Linked DNA regions of Mus musculus: all the other regions are linked to region 1. Evidence: chromatin contacts called from public Hi-C, HiChIP or PLAC-seq and promoter capture Hi-C data. All regions are on one chromosome and are shown on one strand. The core of a region is the stretch at or near the end of the contact, and the rest is flanking DNA. Distances in the headings are between cores, read along the strand shown.

What was found. Promoter capture Hi-C pulls out the DNA fragments that hold promoters and counts their contacts. A called contact is a pair of places that touch in the nucleus more often than the background predicts. HiChIP or PLAC-seq counts read pairs in DNA pulled down with a chosen protein or histone mark.
Region 2: a promoter capture Hi-C map of pre-B cells shows a contact between it and region 1. The contact joins the promoter of Lrch1 here to the promoter of Cog3 in region 1. A contact is called at or near these places in 3 of 39 promoter capture datasets (the C10 cell line, embryonic stem cells and pre-B cells) and 3 of 115 datasets of contacts at active chromatin or transcription factors (astrocytes, bone marrow-derived macrophages and neural tube).
Region 3: a contact with region 1 is called in a Hi-C map of B cells, with 17 read pairs. The contact joins the promoter of Rubcnl here to the promoter of Cog3 in region 1. A contact is called at or near these places in 11 of 39 promoter capture datasets (the 3T3-L1 cell line, the C10 cell line, the HPC-7 cell line and 8 more), 1 of 484 Hi-C or Micro-C datasets (B cells), 7 of 115 datasets of contacts at active chromatin or transcription factors (bone marrow-derived macrophages, embryonic basal ganglia, embryonic forebrain and 4 more) and 1 of 9 other capture datasets (embryonic stem cells).
Region 4: an H3K27ac HiChIP or PLAC-seq map of large pre-B cells shows a contact between it and region 1, with 2.5 times the contacts expected there. The contact joins the enhancer-like site here to the promoter of Cog3 in region 1. A contact is called at or near these places in 9 of 39 promoter capture datasets (the 3T3-L1 cell line, the C10 cell line, the HPC-7 cell line and 6 more), 8 of 115 datasets of contacts at active chromatin or transcription factors (CD8 T cells, bone marrow-derived macrophages, embryonic basal ganglia and 5 more) and 1 of 9 other capture datasets (embryonic stem cells).
Region 5: a promoter capture Hi-C map of pre-B cells shows a contact between it and region 1, with 2.8 times the contacts expected there. The contact joins the enhancer-like site here to the promoter of Cog3 in region 1. A contact is called at or near these places in 17 of 39 promoter capture datasets (the 3T3-L1 cell line, 3T3-L1-derived adipocytes, the C10 cell line and 12 more), 2 of 15 datasets of contacts at CTCF or cohesin (embryonic stem cells and large pre-B cells), 22 of 484 Hi-C or Micro-C datasets (the Ba/F3 cell line, CD4 T cells, CD8 T cells and 12 more), 13 of 115 datasets of contacts at active chromatin or transcription factors (the 230-238 cell line, astrocytes, bone marrow-derived macrophages and 9 more) and 1 of 9 other capture datasets (embryonic stem cells).
Region 6: a promoter capture Hi-C map of liver shows a contact between it and region 1, with 2.4 times the contacts expected there. The contact joins the enhancer-like site here to the promoter of Cog3 in region 1. A contact is called at or near these places in 10 of 39 promoter capture datasets (the C10 cell line, cranial neural crest, embryonic stem cells and 6 more), 5 of 115 datasets of contacts at active chromatin or transcription factors (bone marrow-derived macrophages, embryonic basal ganglia, embryonic forebrain and 2 more) and 1 of 9 other capture datasets (liver).
Region 7: an H3K4me3 HiChIP or PLAC-seq map of embryonic basal ganglia shows a contact between it and region 1, with 4 times the contacts expected there. The contact joins the enhancer-like site here to the promoter of Cog3 in region 1. A contact is called at or near these places in 21 of 39 promoter capture datasets (the 3T3-L1 cell line, 3T3-L1-derived adipocytes, the C10 cell line and 14 more), 1 of 15 datasets of contacts at CTCF or cohesin (large pre-B cells), 7 of 484 Hi-C or Micro-C datasets (Th1 cells, bone marrow-derived macrophages, cranial neural crest and 4 more), 21 of 115 datasets of contacts at active chromatin or transcription factors (the 230-238 cell line, DN3 thymocytes, the SCID.adh cell line and 17 more) and 4 of 9 other capture datasets (adipose tissue, embryonic stem cells, liver and 1 more).

Annotation. Positions count from the first base shown.
Region 1 is chr14:75,752,938-75,755,896 of GRCm38.p6, reverse strand. Cog3 (component of oligomeric golgi complex 3) reads left to right here and starts at 1,404. Exons shown (of 23, transcript NM_177381.3): 1 at 1,404-1,632. The coding sequence starts at 1,459.
Region 2 is chr14:74,946,298-74,949,256 of GRCm38.p6, reverse strand. It overlaps Lrch1 (leucine-rich repeats and calponin homology (CH) domain containing 1), which reads left to right and starts at 1,380. Exons shown (of 19, transcript NM_001252132.1): 1 at 1,380-1,873. The coding sequence starts at 1,597.
Region 3 is chr14:75,014,515-75,017,473 of GRCm38.p6, reverse strand. Rubcnl (RUN and cysteine rich domain containing beclin 1 interacting protein like) reads right to left here and starts at 1,447. Exons shown (of 14, transcript NM_198642.2): 1 at 1,308-1,447.
Region 4 is chr14:75,033,070-75,036,028 of GRCm38.p6, reverse strand. It overlaps Rubcnl (RUN and cysteine rich domain containing beclin 1 interacting protein like), which reads right to left. Exons shown (of 14, transcript NM_198642.2): 3 at 528-610; 4 at 1-19. Among named protein-coding and RNA genes, the nearest start is that of Rubcnl, 19 kb to the right of the region's middle. Within about 2 kb of position 1,593, at least 118 of the 459 cell types and tissues checked have an H3K27ac peak or open chromatin away from gene starts, as enhancers often do. A contact at or near this core is called in CD8 T cells, the HPC-7 cell line, bone marrow-derived macrophages and 2 more, where this site is marked.
Region 5 is chr14:75,068,287-75,071,245 of GRCm38.p6, reverse strand. No RefSeq gene overlaps it. Among named protein-coding and RNA genes, the nearest start is that of Rubcnl, 54 kb to the right of the region's middle. Within about 2 kb of position 1,520, at least 123 of the 459 cell types and tissues checked have an H3K27ac peak or open chromatin away from gene starts, as enhancers often do. A contact at or near this core is called in the 230-238 cell line, the Ba/F3 cell line, CD8 T cells and 7 more, where this site is marked.
Region 6 is chr14:75,153,112-75,156,070 of GRCm38.p6, reverse strand. The region is part of intron 1 of Lcp1 (lymphocyte cytosolic protein 1); the gene reads right to left. Among named protein-coding and RNA genes, the nearest start is that of Gm15628, 17 kb to the right of the region's middle. Within about 2 kb of position 1,395, at least 16 of the 459 cell types and tissues checked have an H3K27ac peak or open chromatin away from gene starts, as enhancers often do. A contact at or near this core is called in liver, where this site is marked.
Region 7 is chr14:75,218,311-75,221,269 of GRCm38.p6, reverse strand. All of the region lies in intron 14 of Lcp1 (lymphocyte cytosolic protein 1), which reads right to left. Among named protein-coding and RNA genes, the nearest start is that of Cpb2, 22 kb to the left of the region's middle. Within about 2 kb of position 1,594, at least 18 of the 459 cell types and tissues checked have an H3K27ac peak or open chromatin away from gene starts, as enhancers often do. A contact at or near this core is called in embryonic basal ganglia and embryonic forebrain, where this site is marked.

The DNA.
Region 1 (2,959 bases), core at 155-2,654:
AATTACAAACTTTATTAAGATTCTATATTTTATTCTATAGTCTCATCACAATTATCCTTTCTTCTGTTCCAGGAATCAGTCCAAGATACCACATTGCAATGAGAAGTCATTATTCAGTAGTCTCCACTATGTAAGAGCTCCTTGGTCACTCCTTGCTCTTTAGTAGTTTGATACTCTTTTAAACATTGGCTTTTGGGGGCTGGAGAGATGGCTCAGAGGTTAAGAGCACTGACTGCTCTTGCAGAGGTCCTGAGTTCATTCCCAGCAACCACACAGTGGGTCATAACCATCTGTAATGGGATCTGATGCCTTCTTCTAGTGTACCTCAAGACAGCTACAGTATACTCACATACATAAAATAAATAAATCTTAAAAAAAAACATTGGCTTTTTATTTTAAAAATTTATTTATGTGTGTGTTTGCATGTGCCACATGTATGTTAGTACCCAGAGAGGCCAGAAGAGGAGGTTGGATCTCCTGGAACTGAAGTTTCAGGTGGTAATGTGCTGCATATTGTGGGGGCTGGGAACTGAACTGGAGTCTTCTGAAAGATCAGCAAGTTCCCTTAGCCCCGAGCCATCTCTCTACCCTGACCTTTTTGAAGAATGTTGTTCAGTGTTTTGTGATTTTCTTCATTTTTCTACATTTTTCCTTTTTAATTCTTGGTAAGGAAGAAGGTTGTCTCTTTTTCACCTTTTTGCCCAATTTTTTTTTATATTCGTATATACTCAATTTATATACTTACAAAGTATATTTATTCAATTATTTAGGTTTGATCTAATATAATTTGTTTAGGTGTTCAAATGTGTATCATGATTTAAATGGCAGAATAATTTTTGCAGTTTCATGTTTGGATAGACAGTTATTGATCCAGTTCTTCAATGTTGGACATTTAGGTCCCCCCCCCCCCCAGTTTTTTGATATTATTAATGAGGCCTGATATGTTTGTCTTTGAATTTGTGTTTCCACAAACTAGTTTTCTAACAGGGAAGTTGTAAGTTTGAAAACTTGGTGCTCTTGGTTGCTATGTCAACATGGAAAGCATCCATAACCCATCTGACAGGAGAGAAGATCTTTGGAGTTCATTAATTCTCCTAATCCGTTGGATGACTTACAACTTGTTAAAAAGAAAACCAAAAACAAATCTGAAGAACACATTATCATAAAGTTATTGATGTTGAAGAAGCTTCCGGTAGGGGCAAGCTTATTTCCGCCCATTCTTGTCTCCTACCCTCTGGCTTGAGGTACACCTCAACCGGAACTGTTTGGCCTCCGTCGAAAGCCACGTCTGTTTTGGCCTCGGTCCCGCCCCCACGCCGGGGAAGCGTTTCCGGGGTCAGGGCGCTCGGGCCCGCCCCGCCGCGGCTGCGGCGCTGGAAGTCCCGGTCCTCCCGGAAGTTCCCGGCTCTGCCTGTCGGGCTCCGGTTCTGCGCCGCGGAGGGGCCCAGGGCTGCGGAGATGGCGGAGGCGGCGCTGCTGCTGCCGCCCGAGGCGGCGGCCGAGCGGGACGCCCGCGAGAAGCTGTCTCTCTGGGATGGGAGACCCGACTCGATGGCGCCGCTGACAGACAGGCAGACGGACTCGGTGCTGGAGCTCAAGGCGGCCGTGGAGAACCTGCCGGTGCCCGCCGAGGTGAGGCGAGGGCGTGGGCTGCGCCCGGCCTCCTGCCCCGTGCGGGGATCTGGCCGGTCCTCTGAGCCACCGTGGCGGGTTCGGCGGGAGGGGCCCGTGTGTGCCCTGCTGTCAGCAGCCTCACTCTGCCCGCGACCCAGGGTGGCCCTGCCAGGGTGCGTGGCCGTCCACGCGAGGGCGTAGCCCTCCCCCAGCGGCGTGGGACGGTTGGCCCGAGCCTTGCTCCGGGCTTCTTGCTCCTGGTGTCCCCGTGTCAGAGTAGCCCTGCCTCCCAGGAGCCTGTCCAGCTAGTCTGTGTTAACTGCATCCTGGAGGCATCAGGCTTGCTTCTTTCCCGGGGGAACAGGGACACTTAGAGGGGATCAGAACTGGCCCCGAGAAACAATTTCATTTATCACACCCCAAGCTGTGAACTCCTGGTTTTGGGTTATGGAAGATAAGATTTATTAAACCTACAGCAAAGCAATAAATTAAAAAGTTATTTTTACAAGTTGACTCGGTTATTAAGTAGCGCTTTGGGTTTTAGCGTCAACGTTTTCCCAGTTACCAGTGGGACAGTATGCATGTTACTGTTGGTGTGATTCAGTGCAGTTATACTGGTCAGAGTACTTTTATTTTTTGGATTGTTTATGTGTTTCACACGCTCTTCTAGTTTCGAGGCCGAATTTTGGGTTATTTTATTATCAGTGGTGGTTAGTTTTGATGTTGGAAACCATTTCTGTACGATTCGTAATCCTGTCCAAATGCAGATTGAATTTGGCTTCTTCACCTCTGCCCTCACACTTTAGAGGTGTGACTAGACGCGTTCTCTGCACCTTTGTGTGCTGTGCCGTAAAAATACGTGTTCTTAGGTGTGTTTCTCTGCCCACCTCCAGGATGCCATACAGGAAATAGACCTAAGTAAACGAGGGAGCAAGTGGAAAGTTCTTTGATCTGGCTATGTTTTATGTTCTGGATTATAAGTGGGTGTGGTGTGGTGTGGGGTGTGTGTGTGTGTGTGTGTGTGTGTGTGTGTTTTGCTGGGGACTAGACTGAGGATTTTGCCATTGCTGGGTAAGTGCCATACTAGAGATTTACAGAAACAGGCTTATGTGTGTTCCCAGTCTGTTTATAATTTTTGTGCCCCATTATCGAAGCTGGTGTCACGTTTATTGAGTATGGAGAGGGTTGAAAGTAAAAGGCATCTTACTGGTTTACACGGTCCTTCCGTATTGATGCAGTTGTACTTACCATCAGTTCACGCTGTCATTTAATGTGCATTGCCATATGTCTACACTGGGGTAGGAATTAGGGATAGAGACGTAAATAGGAAGTAAAGTAGGGTGGG
Region 2 (2,959 bases), core at 131-2,630, 810 kb after region 1:
AAGAGCCCTAAGCTCACAGGAAATGATTACAAAAACTGTCAAGCAAGATTGAATGAAATGAAAATGCTTCTACACCACAAAGGAAGCAACAGATCGAAGAGACCGCCTACAGAACAGGGTGAAAACAAAACTAAGCTTAAGGCACAGTTTATGAAATCATAGAGACTTGAAGGAAGTGGAGCCAGAGAGGAGGAAGGTGGTGGGGGGTGAGGGCGGCACACCACTAGGTGGCGCCTGTTTCTTCCGGAATAAGTAGGATTTGCTCTCAGCCTGGAATCTCAGGAATTAAGGGGTAGCCCTGTAGCGAAGTCCATGCAAGTGACATAGATCATGTCATACTTAGTGCTGAGCCCAAGAAGTCATTAGGTCCACGCGGCTGCCTAGACTATCACAGATCTGCATTACTGTAGTATGTATGATAAAGTTGTATCATGTCCATACTTCACTCCAGCCTCATTTCTCCAAGCCGAGTCACTCCATAGAGACTATCAAGCTTTGGGTCCCAGGCTGTTAAGGTGTGGGAAGGGAATGGAGGCTTTATCAGTCTTCCAGCTGGGTGGCTTTAGGTGACACAGGTCCTCTGGCTCTTCCATGGGGTGCAAGGCCTGGCTCAGGCGCCCACTGTAGGTCAACCCATGGCAGAAGATTTGTTTGCAATCAGACAGTTCAGTTCCCATGCCTCACATGAATAAGAAGGTGGCGCACCCGGAACATTTCATAGTACCTAGGCTTAGGTTTAAGATATGACCTTTGTGATCACTAGGTCTTTGGCGTTCTAACGCTTGGAGTAATAATTTGGGTATTTTATCATAAAAATTACCCTTTCTCAAAGCCCTTCCTCTATAGATTTGTCTATTTGCCCTGAAGTCTTTCTTGTTCCTGTGGTCTGTAGTGAAGGTGCAAAATTTTGGTGACTGTGGGCTGCGTGTTCGAATTCTGCAGGGGTGATCGCGGCTCGCTTTAACTTCCTCTCGCTGAAGGAAGCAATTTTTCCACTCACAGATTTCCTGGATTTAGTGAGAGATTTTGTATGGTAAGCACCTAAATGCCAGGGGGCGTCCGTGAGGGTAAACCCACAGTGGAAAAACTGCTTTTGGGGGCAACTCTGGATCAATCAACCAGAACCACTCTCCTCCCTGTGACCTTGTATTCCAAATCTTGTCTCCCGCCTCGCCTGGGTTTTCATAAACGGCTTAAAAAAAATCCCAGAAGACAAAAACGAAACCGACAAAATACCCTGGCCCGCAGATGTGTAAACTACAAGGGGTCGGGCTGGAGAGAAAGTCACCCAGAATGTGCATCCAGTTCCAGCCAGCTTCGGGGGTGGAGCGCCAACAAGCTGCGGAGGAGGAGCGGCGGGCGGGGGCGCGAGCACGAGCAGACACAGGCGCGCCACCGCTGCCGTCGCTGCCGCCGCCGCAGCCCTTGGCTCCCCCGGCTGGAAACCTTGGCGATCGAACTGCTGCCTCCACCTCTGCGCCGCTTGCCGCCCCTCCCGCAGTCCCGCGGCTTTCGAGGGAGCGCTGCGGGGACTCGGGACCGCCGGGGAAACCTGTGACCCCGCGCAGGAGCGGCGGGGCGGGGGACCGGGAGAAGATGGCGACGCCGGGAAGCGAACCCCAAGCTTTCGCGCCCGCTCTCTCGGTAACCGCCCTGCACCCGCATCTCCACCAGCACCACCAACACCACCAACACCACCAGCACCACGGAGGCACCGGCGGCACCGGCTTCAACCTGCCCTTGAACCGTGGTTTGGAGCGCGCGCTGGAGGAGGCGGCCAACTCTGGGGGCTTGAACCTGAGCGCCAGGAAGCTGAAGGAGTTTCCCAGGACTACGGCCCCGGGACATGACCTCTCGGACACGGTTCGGGCAGGTGAGACAAGGCCGGGGCTGGCCACGCGTGTGCGAGCCGGGCTGTCGCTCCTTCCCGCCGGGCCCGAATGTGTTACTAGATTGGCTCGGCAGGAGCGGGTTCTGCAACGAGCACGGTGGTTGTAGCGGGCACGGTGGTCCTCCTGGCCCCGGCGACCTGCGACCGTGGTGCAGGAGCGCAGGGATGCGCCTAGGAGCTGTTCCTGGCGCGCGGGAAGTGGGGGCATCTCGGGCGACCGCGAGCAAGTCCAGAACACGAACCAAGTCGTGGACCTCTACATGGAAGCATTCTGCGTCCTGGTGGGTGGGGAAGGCCAGACAAAGGTGGCCGGCCGTCGGCTAGCCCTGTCCTCTCCGCGTAGTGTCGGGGCCCCGGCCTCCGCGCCGCGCGACCGTGGCTTGCTGCAGCCAGAGAGGCGGTGCCAACCTTGGTTCTGCGCCTGTGCGAGCAGAGGCTGGTGTCTGGCTCTCCGCCCACACATTTTGGTTCCCTCCACCGGGGCTCCCCGGTTCTCACTAACCCCGGTCTTTGCGGGGGCCCTGGAGGGGAAGCGTGGCATAGTAAATGAAAAGTAATTAAAGTGAGCCTGTTTGCCAGTGTGAGCCCGGCAAGTTGTAACCCGCGCCACAGAGCAGCCTGCTTCTTCAAGTTGTGTCATGTGTTGACATATTTTGGAGATGTCTGCTTTCCCTTTAGTAGTCGGAGTTGTGGGAGTGGACCCATAAACAGGAAGGAGGGTGGTGGAAGAGGGTTGGGGCCTTGGGAATCCGTGCAGATCTGACTTAAGTTTCCGACCATATCCTGTTCTGTTCTTTGCGGGACGATTTGTACCCCAGCGAGCGCCTAGCGTTTCCCAGGGCAGTGGGTGCCCCACTTTTGTGCCATTGCCTAGACCTCACGACTGTCGTTGTCTCTTCCGACTTGCATCAGGTCTCTTAGGCTTCTGAATGGCTTGGCTTTCAGATGGGGTCCTTCAGCTACTTATAAAGGAAGACTAGGGGGCGGGGCAGGGGAGCCAGCTGTGGCTTTCGGAGGCTAGGTTTCTGGTTAATTCCATAAACATTTAATCAGGAGACCAATTGAAAA
Region 3 (2,959 bases), core at 198-2,697, 740 kb after region 1:
CACACGGAATTATGAAAAGACCAAGCTTGCATGGAGCATCTGCTGGCCACTGCAGACAGGAGCTGTGGCCACAGTGCTGGTCACTTTCTTGTAAAGGCCACACGTAAGGCTTTCCCAGGATACCTCTGTCCCTTCAGTTCATTAATCTTTCTAACTCTCAGGGGAACGGAACCTGTGTTCTCCCCTCTCACCAAGGGAACTGGGGTCATGGAGGTGCCTTGACGACTATTTGGACTTGGGACTTGTCTAAGAAATCCCAAGTTTACTAACTGGGCCCCAAACCTTTGCTCTCTCGAACCACAACTTCAACTGAAGATCTAGCACTTGGCAGTGTAACTTGCCATAGGGGCACCTCCAGAATACATGGGGAGGTATATTGTTTTGTTTGCTTGGTTTTGGTTTGTTTGATTTTGTTTTCTGAGCCTTCGTTCTCATTTAGAGTAATATCCCTTTTCAAGCATTCTCTCTTCCACGGGCAAATCCCTCACCGGGTCAGGGAATTGCTTCAATTCCAGGTCAGCAGGTAGACGGACTTCAGGTGGAGTGTGCTTGCTTACATTGGCGAAACGTTTTTCAGCTACCTTGACAAGTCCAGGGCAGTTGGATATGAGGATGGGGTTCTCAAGGTTCATGCCTTTGAGGAACTGAGAAGAGCCAGGGGACCGCCTGGGTTCGTCTCTGTCCTGCCGCAATGAGGATGCCTGGCTACCTCTCCTGGCCCTTGTTTTGTAAAGTCACACCGCAAAAGTCCTCTTCTCTCCAGAGACAACTTCCCACAGCTCCCAAGCAACCATGACACTGTCCTGAGCGCCTCCAGGAACATGGGTCACCCTAAGTCATCTCTCCCTAGCCCAGGGCTTCTCATCTGCACTGTGCCTTGCTTCCTGCAGGCAGGCCAGTAGGGCTCGCCAGCGCTGCTTCAGGACACCTTCAGGGGTCACTGCCTTGAGGACAGGCAGCTAGGACAGGGATGCAGCCAGGACGCTGCGGGGACGCCAGTTATCTTTGCTTCCCTCCGCCCGCGACACTCGTGATCTGAAAAGCTCGGGGAAAGCGAAGCCTGAGACTGCGAGAACGCGGAGACACGGGGACGCGCTCCCGAGTGGGCGCCTTTAGACCCACGCCTCACGGACACACTCTGCCCTCGGACGCCACCGACCCGCCAACCCTGGGTGTAATAAACACGAAAAACAAACTTGGCACAAATGAGCTCCCCGCCCCCAACTCCCAAGCTGCGGCTCCCCCCACCTCCCAACTCGGATGTGTAGGAGCTCAAGTCAGAGAACCTCGCGGGGACCGCGACTTACCTACGCCTCCTGGCCGTTTTATCCACCAAATAGCCACCTTGCCCCGTGGCAGCGACAGGTTCGGATCACCTCCTCCGTGTGCCAACAGCTCCGAGGTTCTGATGGTGCAGAGAGAAGCTGCCAACGAATACAGAAAGTTTTCACCAATAGAAACCGAAGTTCTCTCGACTTCGAACGTGCAACTGCCCTCAGCTCCTCTAGGTGGCGCACGGTGCTCTTTGGGGAAAGAACTGGGACTCTTAATCCTGCACACAGCTCCAGCATCCCAAGTCATCTCTGCTAAAATTGGGAAATGGATCCCTGCTTCGCCTACAGGGCTCCGTTCTCAAAACCTACTTCCATCGCTTTTGACGGTCCCTTGGTTTTGTTCATTGACTTGTCCAGGTCGTGGAGCAAATACAATGATATTTTGGATTATTTGTTTAACATCTCTGAAACACCTTCAGTCCCTGGGGCATCCTAGTTTGGATGGTTTAAACTTAACTAGTTGTTGCCTCTTCGGAGTAAGTTAGAAAACAATAAGACAAAGTCAGCTGAATACTAGCTGTCCATCATTGTCTTCCCCTTCCCGTGTGGCCGGTTTACTTGGGGGTTACACTGGGTTAGACCTGGAAAGATCCTGAGTTATCTGACCACCCTCTGGGAAAACCTGACATTAAAAGGTCAGAAAGAGGAGCTGGTGTGGAAGCAGAAGGATTGAAACTTTGATGCCAACAAAAGCTACATGGCAAGACTATTTCAAGACAAGTTAATAGACAAACAGTGCAAGTTAGTGCTAATGCTGTTGCTCGGCTGCTGAGCTTGCTTCCTTTTCTGTTTAAGTATCCTTGAAGCCACCCCTGATGGAAACAAATCATCTGTTTCAAAGCTAAGGGATATGTGGCTTACAGTGTTGTATAACTCATCTGAGGTCCCATAGCTAGATAGCACAGTCAGACTTGTTAAGGTAGGTGTATCTGGCAGGAGATCTTATATCCAATTTCTTTCTTTTTTTTTAAGATTTATTTATTTATTATATATAAGTACACTGTAGCTATCCTCAGATACTCCATAAGAGGGTGTCAGATCTCATTACGGATGGTTGTGAGCCACCATGTGGTTGTTGGGATTTGAACTCAGGACCTTCTCGACAGCCCTTATATCCAATTTCTATGAAGCATCAAATAAGCCGACAAATTATGAAAAGGGGACTATGTGAGAAACTTGATTCAGGAATATCTAAAAGGAGAGAAATCAGAGCACAGGACATGGAGAAAGAATCTTACAGTGAATGTCATGCTGAGCACATTAAAGTTTGAATCTGGGGCCTGGAGAGATGGCTCATCAGTTAAAAGCACTGACTGCTCTTTCAGAGGTCCTGAGTTCGAATCCCACAACCACATGGTGGCTCACAGCCATCTGTAATGAGATCTGATGTCCTCTTCTGGTGTGTCTGAAGACAGCTACAGTATATGAACTGGGCTTCCTTATATATAGTAAATAATAAAGAAATCTGAAAGTTTGAATCTGAGATGTCCCCTACAGGTTTTGTTTGTTTGTTTTTAAGATTGTTCCCCAATAGCTGGTGATATTTTGGGAGACCCTGGAACCTTTAGGAGTAGAGCTGAGCTGGTGGAAGTAGGTCACTAAAAGTGGGACTTTCATGTTTATAG
Region 4 (2,959 bases), core at 344-2,843, 720 kb after region 1:
CATAAAAGTGGAGATTTTCCTGCAGGGGGGCAAAAAAGTCAATTCAAATAGGAACATAATCAACTTTTCTTCGGAGTATGGATAAGATTTCAAAATTGAAGAAACGCCACTTAACTTAAGTGACTACAAATAAGGATAAAAATAACTTGATCTAACTAGATGATGAAAAATACATCCAGAGACACAGATATACCAAACTAAATTGATTTATTTCTCAGGACTGGAGATTAAAACACAACATCATATATGCAAAGTAAGCGCTCTACTACTGAGCCCCATCCCAACCACCAAGTTGCATGTCTTATGATAGAACACCCTCGGTGGATAGAGCCCAGAACCTGACTTAGCTCCTTAGTCATGCACAACTGAGCACACCGTGCCTGAAGACTTCAGTTTAGCGCCCCTGGCGGCCTCCATCAAATATTGAAAAGAACCTCTTAGGCTGTACTGCGTCAGGGTGGTTTCCATGATCACATCGCGCACCACTACTGACAGACTCAGGCCCTCTGTGGCTGAGAGGCGCTCACCTTTTCTACATCAGCGGGCAGCATGAACGTCTCTAGTGGGAAGAAATTCCAAGCATGGCTTCTGCTGCTGCTCCGAGCATCACCTGCCAACACAGCGAGCCATTAAACATGGAGAAATGAGATGGCTCCGTCAATAAAGTGCTTGCTAGGCAACACTGAGGACCTGAGTTCAAGCTCCTATTGCATCAGGCACTGGTTAACCCAGTAGTGTAGCGGTGGAGACAGGAGGAACCCTGGGGCTTCGTAGCCTGCTGGGTTAGAAAATTAGTGAGCTGCAGATTCAGTGAGAGGCTCTGTCTCCAAAAGTGTGTGTGTTGGGGGGGGGTGGGGGGGGGGAGAACTGAGAGAAGCGCAGAGGAAGACACGTGACTTTGACTTCTGGCCTCCACATATACATGCGCACAGGTGAACTCCCACAATACAAAAGAAAAACACACACAAAGAACAAATATGGGGAAAATTGTGGGGTTTCCTTGTAGGCCCTGCCCCACAGTTACCTGGCAATAGCCAGGCTACCTAACTCACTATAAAAAGGGTGGCTTGCCTCCTCCTCCTCCTCCTCCTCCTCCTCCTCTCTCTCTCTCTCTCTCTCTCTCTCTCTCTCTCTCTCTCTCTCTCTCTCTCTGCCTTTCTCTGTCTCTACTACCCTGGCCCCCACCCCCAACTCCCTTCTCCATGCCCTAAATAAACTCTGGAGGGATGGCACAGTGGTTAAGAGCACTGACTGCTCTCCAGAGATCCTGAGTTCAGTTCCCAGCAATCACATGGTGGCTCACAACCATCTGTAATGGGATATGATGCCCTCTTCTGGTATGTCTGAAGACAGCTACAGTGTACTCATATACATGAAATAAATAAACAAACAATTCTTTACAAAAATGACTACAGGATCACTTCCCCAGCACTTCCTTAGCTGGTGGCAACCTGCCCCAAACTTCCTGTTGCACACACAATGTCATCTGACAGCAAACAGGGCTTCAGTCAAGCTCGGACCACTGTGCTGTGTCATCCAATCTTACACCCTCACCCACTCCTTACTGGCAACAGGCAACACCAATGCAAGTTGTTCCTATCACATAACTGCTAACTGCAGCCTGGGACGGAAGTGAGATTTCCGGACAGTCAAAAGAGCTATGCTGTCCTGACCTGATAAATTAAGAGATGCTGCCAATGTTTGGGGAACTGTGGGTTCTCAGATGCCAGACAAATGCAGGAAGTGTCACCCCAATACTTCCTGTTGAACAAAGTCAGTCAGAAATGGAAGACTAGAGAGACCTCTTCACTGAGGTAAATATTTCAGAGGCTTGGATGTGGGAATCGTTCACCATCTCTGCCAAGCATCCTGCCACTGTAACTAGAAGGGGTGATGAAACTAAATTGCTGGTTTGTCTTTTTCAACAAAAACATGAAGCTGGCAGAATTTTGACCCCTAAGCTACACGTAAAGACCTGAGTGCAGAGGAAAAAGCAAGAGAGGGTGCCCAGACCTGTTAGGCCTTGGTCACGAAATCTCTCCTGCCTTGAGTTGGGATTATTACCTGTTATTCCATAAGGAGACAGAGAGAGAGAGAGAGAGAGAGAGAGAGAGAGAGAGAGAGAGAGAGAGAGAGAGAGGGTATTTTGTAAACATGTAGATTCTGTTCAAGCAGTAGAACCCAGGATATTGTTCCTACAGCCTCAGGAAATGCTTCCATCCACACAAGAAGGTCCCACAGCTGCCATTAGAGATGTGGGTGTCATAGGAAATCCCGTGCCTTAGTGACCAATATTTGCTCCCCCCCCTTATGCTGCTCTACATAAAGGAAGAGAAAACCTGTAACTCTGGACTTTTGTTTCTTAATTCCATAGAATGACTCTCGAGAGTCTTGTCAGGTATGATGGCTCACTCCTATGATCTTGTCACTCAGGACGTGAAGTGAGAACTTCCTTCCGTCTAAGAAAGACCAGTCTTTCTGGCAGTCTAAGACCAGTCTGCTACACAGAGTGAGAGTCTGGCTTAAAAGCAAACAGAAGAACACCTCAAAAAAACACTGGACAGCTTTTAAAGGTACCGATAAGGATTGTGGGGAAACGCTGCCTTCAGACAAAAGGCAAGACTTGGCTTGGGGGCTCACTTTGTACCATTGCTTTTCTAGGAGAAAGACAAAGAGGCAAAATAACACTAAGTTAAAGAACTTCTTGTTGCACAAGGCTATGACAAGTGGGTTTGGGCTCAGAGTCATTATCAATCAGTGGCTTGTAATAACTTGTTATCATGATGGTTTGTTTATGTGGAGAAAGGCCAATCTAGCAGCAACCTCACCTTTCCATCAGCAACCTCTGTATCTGAAAGCTCCTCTTTATCCTGAAAACTACAAAATATTTTCCAAACTACTTGAAGCAGGGCTCGAAACTCACAGCATGAATATAACATAAGAATCCTTTAAAATAAAA
Region 5 (2,959 bases), core at 271-2,770, 680 kb after region 1:
GTTGGGAGGTGGTGAGCAGTGGGAGGTGAGGCGGAGCTGAAGGAAGCGGATCATGGGAGCCTGACCATTGGCGATAAGCTTGTCCTGGCACCTTCCCGCTCCTCCATGTTGCTTGCTTGGTTGCCTCGAGTTGAACAATTCTGCCCCACCACACTCTGTCACCACGAGCGCCAAAAACCTCAGAAAGTGTGAGTGAAATGAGGAATTCTTCTGTGTGGTAGTTTTATTTAGGTCACAGCAACACAAAGTCTGACTGGCACACTATCTAAACCACAGCCCATTCCATACCAGCCAGCCCCAAGCAATCAGGGTACCCTTTCATTAAGAACCAGCAAGGTTCCCATCTTCAAAGTCCTATGAAAACTAAACAGACCCAAATCCTAGTCTCAGCACAGTGCTCAGTGGGAGGCTGCTGAACACACTCTTGACACACAATTCCAGGTGCCTGAATGTTCCCTGGTCCTGAAGAAACACACTAGATTTATCCCCCTCCCTCAAAGGCATGTGTCATTCTCTTATTCAAAGAGATTCTTAATTTTTTATGACATTATCTCTAAATTGGACCCTGGCCTCTAATTTACATAATTTTCAGACATCTCAGGAAATCTATTTAAAAATCCAATGGGAATTGAGTGGGCGACGGGCTCCAAGGCATAGGTAGCCAAGCCTCCCTGGCTGTAACAGTTTTCTGGTTCACTGGCAGACAGGGCTCCAGGCCTCTGCGCCGACACACTGTAGCAAATTTCAACTAGAAAGACCTTTGATACTTTTTCATCAAAAATCATACCTAAGGATTGGCGGATGCTACCTGCTTCTCTCGCCACTCAGTGAAACACTTCAAGCTCACATCTCTGTTTTACAGGTAACTTTATCAAGTAAGGAAACAGCAGACCCTGAACAGCAAGATAACAGAGCGATACATAGAAGTGTGGTTGAGCCTCTGTTACAGAACGCTGGTTTCTTTCCGCAAACCTTTTGACCCCTCCAAGTTGTACCTTAGAAGGTGACATTATTCCCCTTCCCATCCTACTGAGCCTCCAAACTGAGTCGAATCTTGGAAAATATTGACTGATCCATTATGGAGGAAACAGTATCTCCATGTGGCTACTGGAATTTTTCTTATATTCAACTCCATTTTCTGGTAGCTTAACTTTATAAACTTTTTAAATTTTATGAAGCATAAATACAGCATGAATCCCACTAAGACATGACATCCTCTACTTGGGGCTGGCCTACATGGTTTGTCTTGAGGGGGAGGGGAGGGGACAAAAAGGGAGGGGAGGGGACAAAATGGGAGGAGAGGGGAGGGGAAAGGTTTTAAAGAAAGGGAAACCTTAATGTACCAATCCTTCCTCCTCCTGTGGCTTGTTGCAGAAAAGGGAACCCTCTGGTAGGCCCTGAGAAACTGGACAGTCGTTGGCTCTCCTCAACCTTCCTTACCGAGATACTGCCTCCGAGAACAGACATAGGTGACAGGAAACATGTGGGCTTGCATGTGTCAGAACTAGCTTGAGTCTTGCAGGTCTGTATGGTTGTCCTAGTGCAAGCCACAGTATTGTGTCCCAGCCATGACAGTAACTGTGTGAACCTCCATAAATAGTCACCAAAACCCAACACTTAAGTTTATTCTGAAGAAAGCAGGTCCACCAGTCAGGGGCTGAGCTCCCCACTACAGAGGGTCTGCTGTTCCCCTCCCCCCTTGCCATGCCGTTCTTAGGGCTTCCGCAAGTTGCATCAAGCAGGATGACTGATGGGTGTTGCAAGCAGTAGAAACCACAGTCTGCCAACCCCCGTGGCCCCTCCCTGCTGCCCTCCCTCAACCCTTTCCTGGCAAATAATATCTAATATCTGGTGCAGCACAAAAGATCAATGCCTTCTGCAACGATTGTGTCTCTAAAATTAGTGATCGGGCAAGGGAAGAAAAAAAAATCAAATTCCCAGCTCTTTTAGACTACATTTGAATTGTAAGTGCCATGGTCATCAAATGCAAACTATCATCTTTGGGTCCATCTGTAAACAGAACACCTTAAAGGAGGAAACAGCAGGCTAGGAGGAAGACACTGCAGAAGCAGCCTTCCTGCTTTGACCAGCTTGTTTTTCCAGAAGATTCTGCCAGTGAATACCATAACACTACCAAGGGGCTCTCCAAGGGGCGTGTCTTGAAAAGGCGATGAAGCAGCTGCTCTGCGAAGGCAGTCACACACTCAGATGGCAGGAGTTTCCTGTTGCTGCTGTAACAACCACAAACCAGTGGCTTCGAATGAATCACGACCTTAGCAGCTCACAACTCCGAAGCTCCGAAGCTTGAAATGGGGGTCTTGGGGTTAATGCTGGTGGGTTAGTGCTGGTGGTGGCTTCCCTACTGCATGGTCAGCTGACCAGAAATGTTAATTCAACCAGGAACTCCAGTTCCGTCAATTGCGGGTTGCATGACCTCAGCGCATGCTCCAGGGATTTGGATGTAGGTGTAGGGTGAGTTTGGGGTGGGAGCCCTTTCTGTCTGCCACAGAGGGACACTTTAGCCTTCACCCTCGCCCTCCACACCACCCTCTACTCCTCGCATACCTCACCATTGACGCCACCCCCACACCACGCCTCTTCACCCTCCACCCTCACCCACTCTCCACCCGACCCGTGTCGTCCCCCCCCCCCCTTCCTCCACACCATACTTCCTTCCCAAGGCAACCTGGCTGTTTTGGCAACATCTCTACTTCAGATGGAGCCTATAGGTGGCTCATCGGGGCCCCCTGCTGAAATGCATCTTCTCTGGGGCATTTCAGGGGTGGTCAGGATGTCGACTGAGGGCAGCTAACCTCTGCTTCACGAAGAAGCATCACAACCACGACTAACAGGGATTTAGTTCCTGCGGCATGAGCAGCCATCAGGACCCTCAAACTTCTGTGCCACCTTATGAAAATTATTTTTAATAACTCTCTGGGCAATTTGCTAATTATTTCAA
Region 6 (2,959 bases), core at 146-2,645, 600 kb after region 1:
CTCTCTCTCTCTCTCTCTCTTCCCACCCCCCCTTCCCTCTCTCTCTCACACACACACACACACATATGTGGATATACACATATATTCATTTGTAGGTATAAAAATACACATGTATGTAAATAAATATAATGAATCTTTCTATATATAGATAGAGACTCATTGTATACATTCTATATAGATATTCATTCTATAAGTTCTATATATTCTATAAAGATTCATCTATACATCCTATGATATATAATGCATAGAGAGAAATGATATAAAAATAGACAGGGACATATATAGCAGGAGGAAGGATAAAAAGGGAGGCGGCAAGAAGAAAGATCAAGAAGGAGAAGCAAATATAGTATCTCTCATACACAGAACTGGTGTTAAATATCCATGCGTATATATAAACAGATGTGCTGTGTGTTATGAAATCAGACCTATTTTGGGGGAGGAAAAGCCATCAGGAGGAGGGATATGGGAAAATGGCAGAGGGCAGGGTGACTCTGAGAAAAGTACAGTGACACACACACACATGCATGGAGGTCTCATTGAGAACCCCGTAATTCTCCATCTTCTAAAAATCTTAATATTGGAAAAATAAACAAATAAAAAAGGTAAACCACTTAAGAAGGGTCTGGCTGTTTATAATACTTTTGAGAAGACGGAGCACAGCTATAATGACAGAGAGTCTAGTAGCGATTCAGGCAAGATGCTGAAATGAGGTTGCCCTGTGTGAGAAGCTTCATTGTCATCAACATCAAACCTTCAGCACAGCAGTATTGGGTGTGTAACACTAGTCCAGTACTCTGGGGCTTTGTTTCATTAAAGACGTCAAGTTGAATTGTTGAAGCGCGGAACGCATATTCCACCGATCCAAAGTTTGTTTCCCCCGTGTGTGTCCTGAGTTTCTGGTTTGGAGGCACACAGTCACTCATGGCTCAGATGTTTACCGTGTGCTCACCGTGCTCAGAAACGAGCAGAGGAGACACAGCAGGGTGTGAGTGAGAGATCAGTTCCTGCCTGTAAGGAACCCCACACCCAAGCTCAGAGAAAGGGATAGCACGCAAGTAACTGAGTATACCTTAGTGACAAGTCCTGTGGAGTTAAAACCGAGCAGGGGAGCCAACTGGAAGTTTGTATGCATGCTATGAGCAGATGTAATGCAGTGCAGGGTGGATGAGTGATGCGGAACTGGGTTCTAAACAAGATCACCTGGAAAGTCGGGAAAAACAACACCTGAGCAGAAACATCCGGGAAGAAGGCCTGACTGATGGGAGCCTCGGAGCAACCTTGGGGCAAGCTTGTCAATACTTAGGGTATGTGAATTTCAGGCAAGCATGCGCAAATGCCCTGAAGACAAGCGTGCTGTTTGTCTTTGAGGAAGGCCAAATGGAATGTCAACAACAAAGGGTGGGGTAGAAGCAGATTAGGTCTGAAGGTCGGATCACAAGGGCTGGCTGAAGCCTACTCAACCCAAATCTCAAAACTGGGCTGGAAATCAGCTTCTAGCTGCTGATTGGCCACGCAAAGCAAGCTTAGAGCTCTGACTAGACACCGGCTGTTCAATATCTGAGCTGGGTTTTTTTTTCTTCTTTTTAAATTTTAAGTTTGAAAGCATTTTGAAATTACCCGAGAGGGTGTCAAAGTCGTTAAAGGAATTCCTATAGGCCCTTCACTTGGCTTCACCAAACATTCATCTCTTAGAGAGCCGGCGGTATCAGAAAATTCTAGAGAGGGTGTTAGATAGATTGCGTATGACTTCAAAGAAGAAAAACAGACAGGGTTTTAAAGTTTCACGGGACTGACTGGTACCCCTCTTTAGTGGACAAACTTCTGGGTGCCCACTTTAGTCACTGAGGATCAACGAGATGGCTTTGAACACAGCCTCCTCAAGTCAGACCTGTTCCTCAGCAAAATAGAGGTTCTAGATTTTCAATTATCCTAATGTTTATCAAACCACTCTCTGGTCCCAACCTTGAGCAGCTGGTGACATATCTCATAAAAGGGCATCAGACTTCTAATGATGATACCCCACGGAGTCTATGAAAAGTCCAGTTTTCACAAACTTAAGTAGAAATCATGAAATGCTCTGAACTTTCTCAGATAAGATGTGCCTAATTAAACTTCTTTCTTTCAGTTGGATTTAGCATGCTCTTCAGTTGGATACATCCAAAGAAATAAAAGAGAGTGAAGACTTGGCATGACAAGTCAAGACAGCCTTAATCTAAATAGGTAAATCGCAATGCATTCAGCCAAGCCAAACTGGTCCAGGAAAGTGGTTCAGCACTGAGAGGCTGGAGTTAACGATGATGCTGGGAAAAGTACCCCCACCTTTGTTTTCTCCCATTTTTTTGTTTGTTTTGAGGCTGCTCTCAAGTCGGCATCCCTCCTGCCTCAGTTTCCCTATACTGGGATTGTATCATCTACGATAAAGCTGGACGGACTTCTTAACGCTTCCGAGGCCCAATCCTTCTCAGCCAAAGAGGAAACAGGAGCAGTGCTCACCTCAAGGCGCAGCTGCATGAAGTAAATGAGGAGCTGCAGGGGCGTCCTTAGCACAATGGCTCACCCACAGCACAGGGTCCAAAACTGCTAGTACTACTCAGCAGCCTTACTTTCAGCGTTGGGCTTGAGAGATCTTGGACGTGAGGTTCAAGGGTAAGGAGTTTATTAGAAGAATTATTAACATCATAGACAGGCAACAGCCTGGCAGGAGAGAGGTCAGACCCCAGCACCAGAGATAGACAGCATGGGGTGGGGAGAGGGGGCTCTGAAGAGCGTCGATCAGGGTCCTTGGGATAGAAGGAAGGGGATGTCTTCTTATCCCTTTCTGTACCCAGCCTCTCGGATTCCTGGGCAGGAGGCCCGGTGTAGGGAGTAGGACGTATGGCCTCCAGTACTCCTTTGATATAAACTCATTTTCCTGGGTGAAAACCCCTGGTACCGGAAGTCGGCTGGCTAGTCACTATGT
Region 7 (2,959 bases), core at 345-2,844, 530 kb after region 1:
TCAAGCCTGTTTCTTAAAATTTTTGACCGAGACAGCATCTACCACGTTCCCATGGAGACAGGTCTGTGTCTACTTATGATGTTTTCAAGGAATAAGCAGGGTCCCTAGTGCATGCTGGGCATCTAGTAAATAAAACCATAGATTGGTGAGTAAAATATGTAAAACAAATGCAAGAAGAGGAATGAGATGCTTGTTTGTACTAAAAAAGAAAAATAAATTAAAAATGGGACCGACATGATAGGAAATAACGAGCACTCAGGATTTAAGTCTAAGGTGTACTTAAAAAATACTCCTAGTTTGAAAAAGATCCTGTCTTTTGTAGGTTCATAAACATGGTGTGTTATAGCATAATTAGCCTTCTAATTTTTGATAGCTAGCATATGTATTGATTTGTTTGCATTTGAGACAATGTTCAAGAGTTTCTTGCCCAGTGAACATTTCAGCAAGGGATGGTTGGTCAGTGATTACCTCATGAAGTCTTTCCTATATGTAACCTGATAGAACAAGCTAAACACAACCTCATGGCCATTTCTGTCACTCCAGATGTGCACCTCCCCTTGTCAGAAACCCAGTTCTGCTCTACTGATCAAATCAAGAAATCAGAAGCTGAGTTCTCTCCCATTCTCTTGACCTTGGGTATTAAAGGCTACAAGGAGAAGCCAACCTCTATGCAAAGATCTGTCCGTTAGAACCCAAACAAAAGAACAGAGATCCTTTTCCTGGGTTGTGGGCACTTTTGAGGTGACTTCTTCTGGTACTCTGGTCTTAAGAACAACCTCTCATGATAGCATAGAGTTCTGATGAGTTATATAACAGTCTCTTGGCCACCTCTAGTGGGGTACAGAAACTTCATGGAATCAGACACAGATTTGTAAGAAAAAGGCAAAGGGAAGAAAGACTAGAACTGGGCTGTAATCTCAGGTAGACAGTGCAGTAAGCAATTGTTCATCCAGGTACAAAAAATACTCCTAGTTTGAAAAAGATCCTGACTTTTGTAGGTTCATAAACATGGTGTGTTATAGCATAATTAGCCTTCTATTTTTTGATAGCTAGCATATGTATTGATTTGTTTGCATTTGAGACAATGTTCAAGAATTTCTTGCCCAGTGAACATTTCAGCAAGGGATGGTTGGTGAAACAGGGGCCCAGAGAGACAGCTCTGTGGACCATAGCACATTTAGTTTCTCCAAATGATCTGGGCTTAGTTTCCAGCAACCACACAAGGTGGTTTACAACCACTTGTACTTCCAGGAACAAGGGATCCAACACCTTCTTCTAGCCTACACTCAGGTGTACACACACACACACACACACACACACACACACACTCACACACTTTTTTTATTATCACACATGTTTAGGGTGACTATGCTATTAGCTGGAACACTACTGATAAGATTTCAATCCTGCTGGTGCTTGCAAAACACACTGCACTGAAAAGACTTTGTCCAAATGAAATAGCACTGTGAGCCCCAGGTCCAGCCAGTTCCTCACTCAACAAAGGAGGAGCGATGGGGCGTGGCTATGTGAGGCCAGGGAAGTCGTGCTATCCCTTACTTGCTCTCCCGCCTTCCCACACCCAACACTCATTTTAGTTATTTAACATTTGATAAGAGGGACCATGTGTGGTTTTTGTTTGTTGGGGACCTAGTCCAAAGTCCCCGTCCATAGCCTGTGTGGCTGTAGGTGATATTGTCACTTGCCTGCCTTGGAGTCTGCTCTCCTGCTTCACAGTACCATTGCCATCTCCTGGCAGAGTGCTTGGTGGAAGCTTTGGTCTCCTAATTTATACATTACTTGCCAGCTGTCCAAGCTTAGAATGATTTCCATGCTATGGGAGGGGGAATGGGAGGCTTAGGCAAAATGACAAGCCATTTATTGTCCTGATGAATGACCAAATTAGCATATCTGTGCAATCCAAGTGAAATAAATTCTACCTAGAACTGGATGCAAATTGAATAGATCTGTTACTGTGTGGCAGGCAGAGAAAAAGAAAAAGAAAAAAAAAGAAAAGAAAAGAAAACAAAGCAAAAACAAATCCCTGCTGGCCCCATTTACATAATCACCAGGCATTTTCCCTCCTTCAGTAGGAATGCATTTCTCTGTCTACCTCCTTGTATGCAGAAATCTTCTGTAATAAACACTTGTGAGGACTGTCACTGATCATCTGGGGGAAGTCAGCTGCAGTAGCAGACAGACCTTACCTTGTATATTATCTCAGCCCTATAGGAAGGCCTGGGGCCATGTGTGGTTGAAACTTCTGAGGTGAGCATAGAGAATAGTTTCACAACCTGGAGCACCGCTTGGTCTGGGCTATGAACAAACCCCACTCCTAATAACGCAATTGGCAGTCTGAGACCCTTACCTGTACATAACACACACACACACACACACACACACACACACACACACACACACACCTCCCCAAACAACATGGCTAGCAATCTGTTGGTAATCCAGGACCCTGCCTAATCCTGAGCTTCATGTACAGCCATCTCTGAACAGTGGAATGAGCTTTTTCTTCCCTTGATGGTTAAACACAGACAAACCCTTTCAGTCATGCTCCATTATGTCCCGGTAAGACAATCTGGCCTAGATTGGATCTGGGTACACGGGCAATAAGACAAACTGTCCTCAAGAGAACTTCCAGAGAGAATCTCCTATTTGCCTTGCCACATCAGTGCATGGTTGAGAATGCTAAGATTAAGATAAAGATGTATATGGAAAGGGGCATGTGTAGTAACAATCAATAAACAAACACACACTTTATGTAACTTAAACCTGTCAATCAAAATAAAGAACTACTCAAACTATGGCCCTACTAAGAAAGCTCCTCCCCCTGTGTCTTCAAAACGAAGCCCCGAATAATAATCAGGCCCCCTGAGCTCCCTCACCCATGTGGCCTGCTGCCTTTCTCAATGGCATAGTTCTTTCTGATCTATACTATCGTTCACTTTTG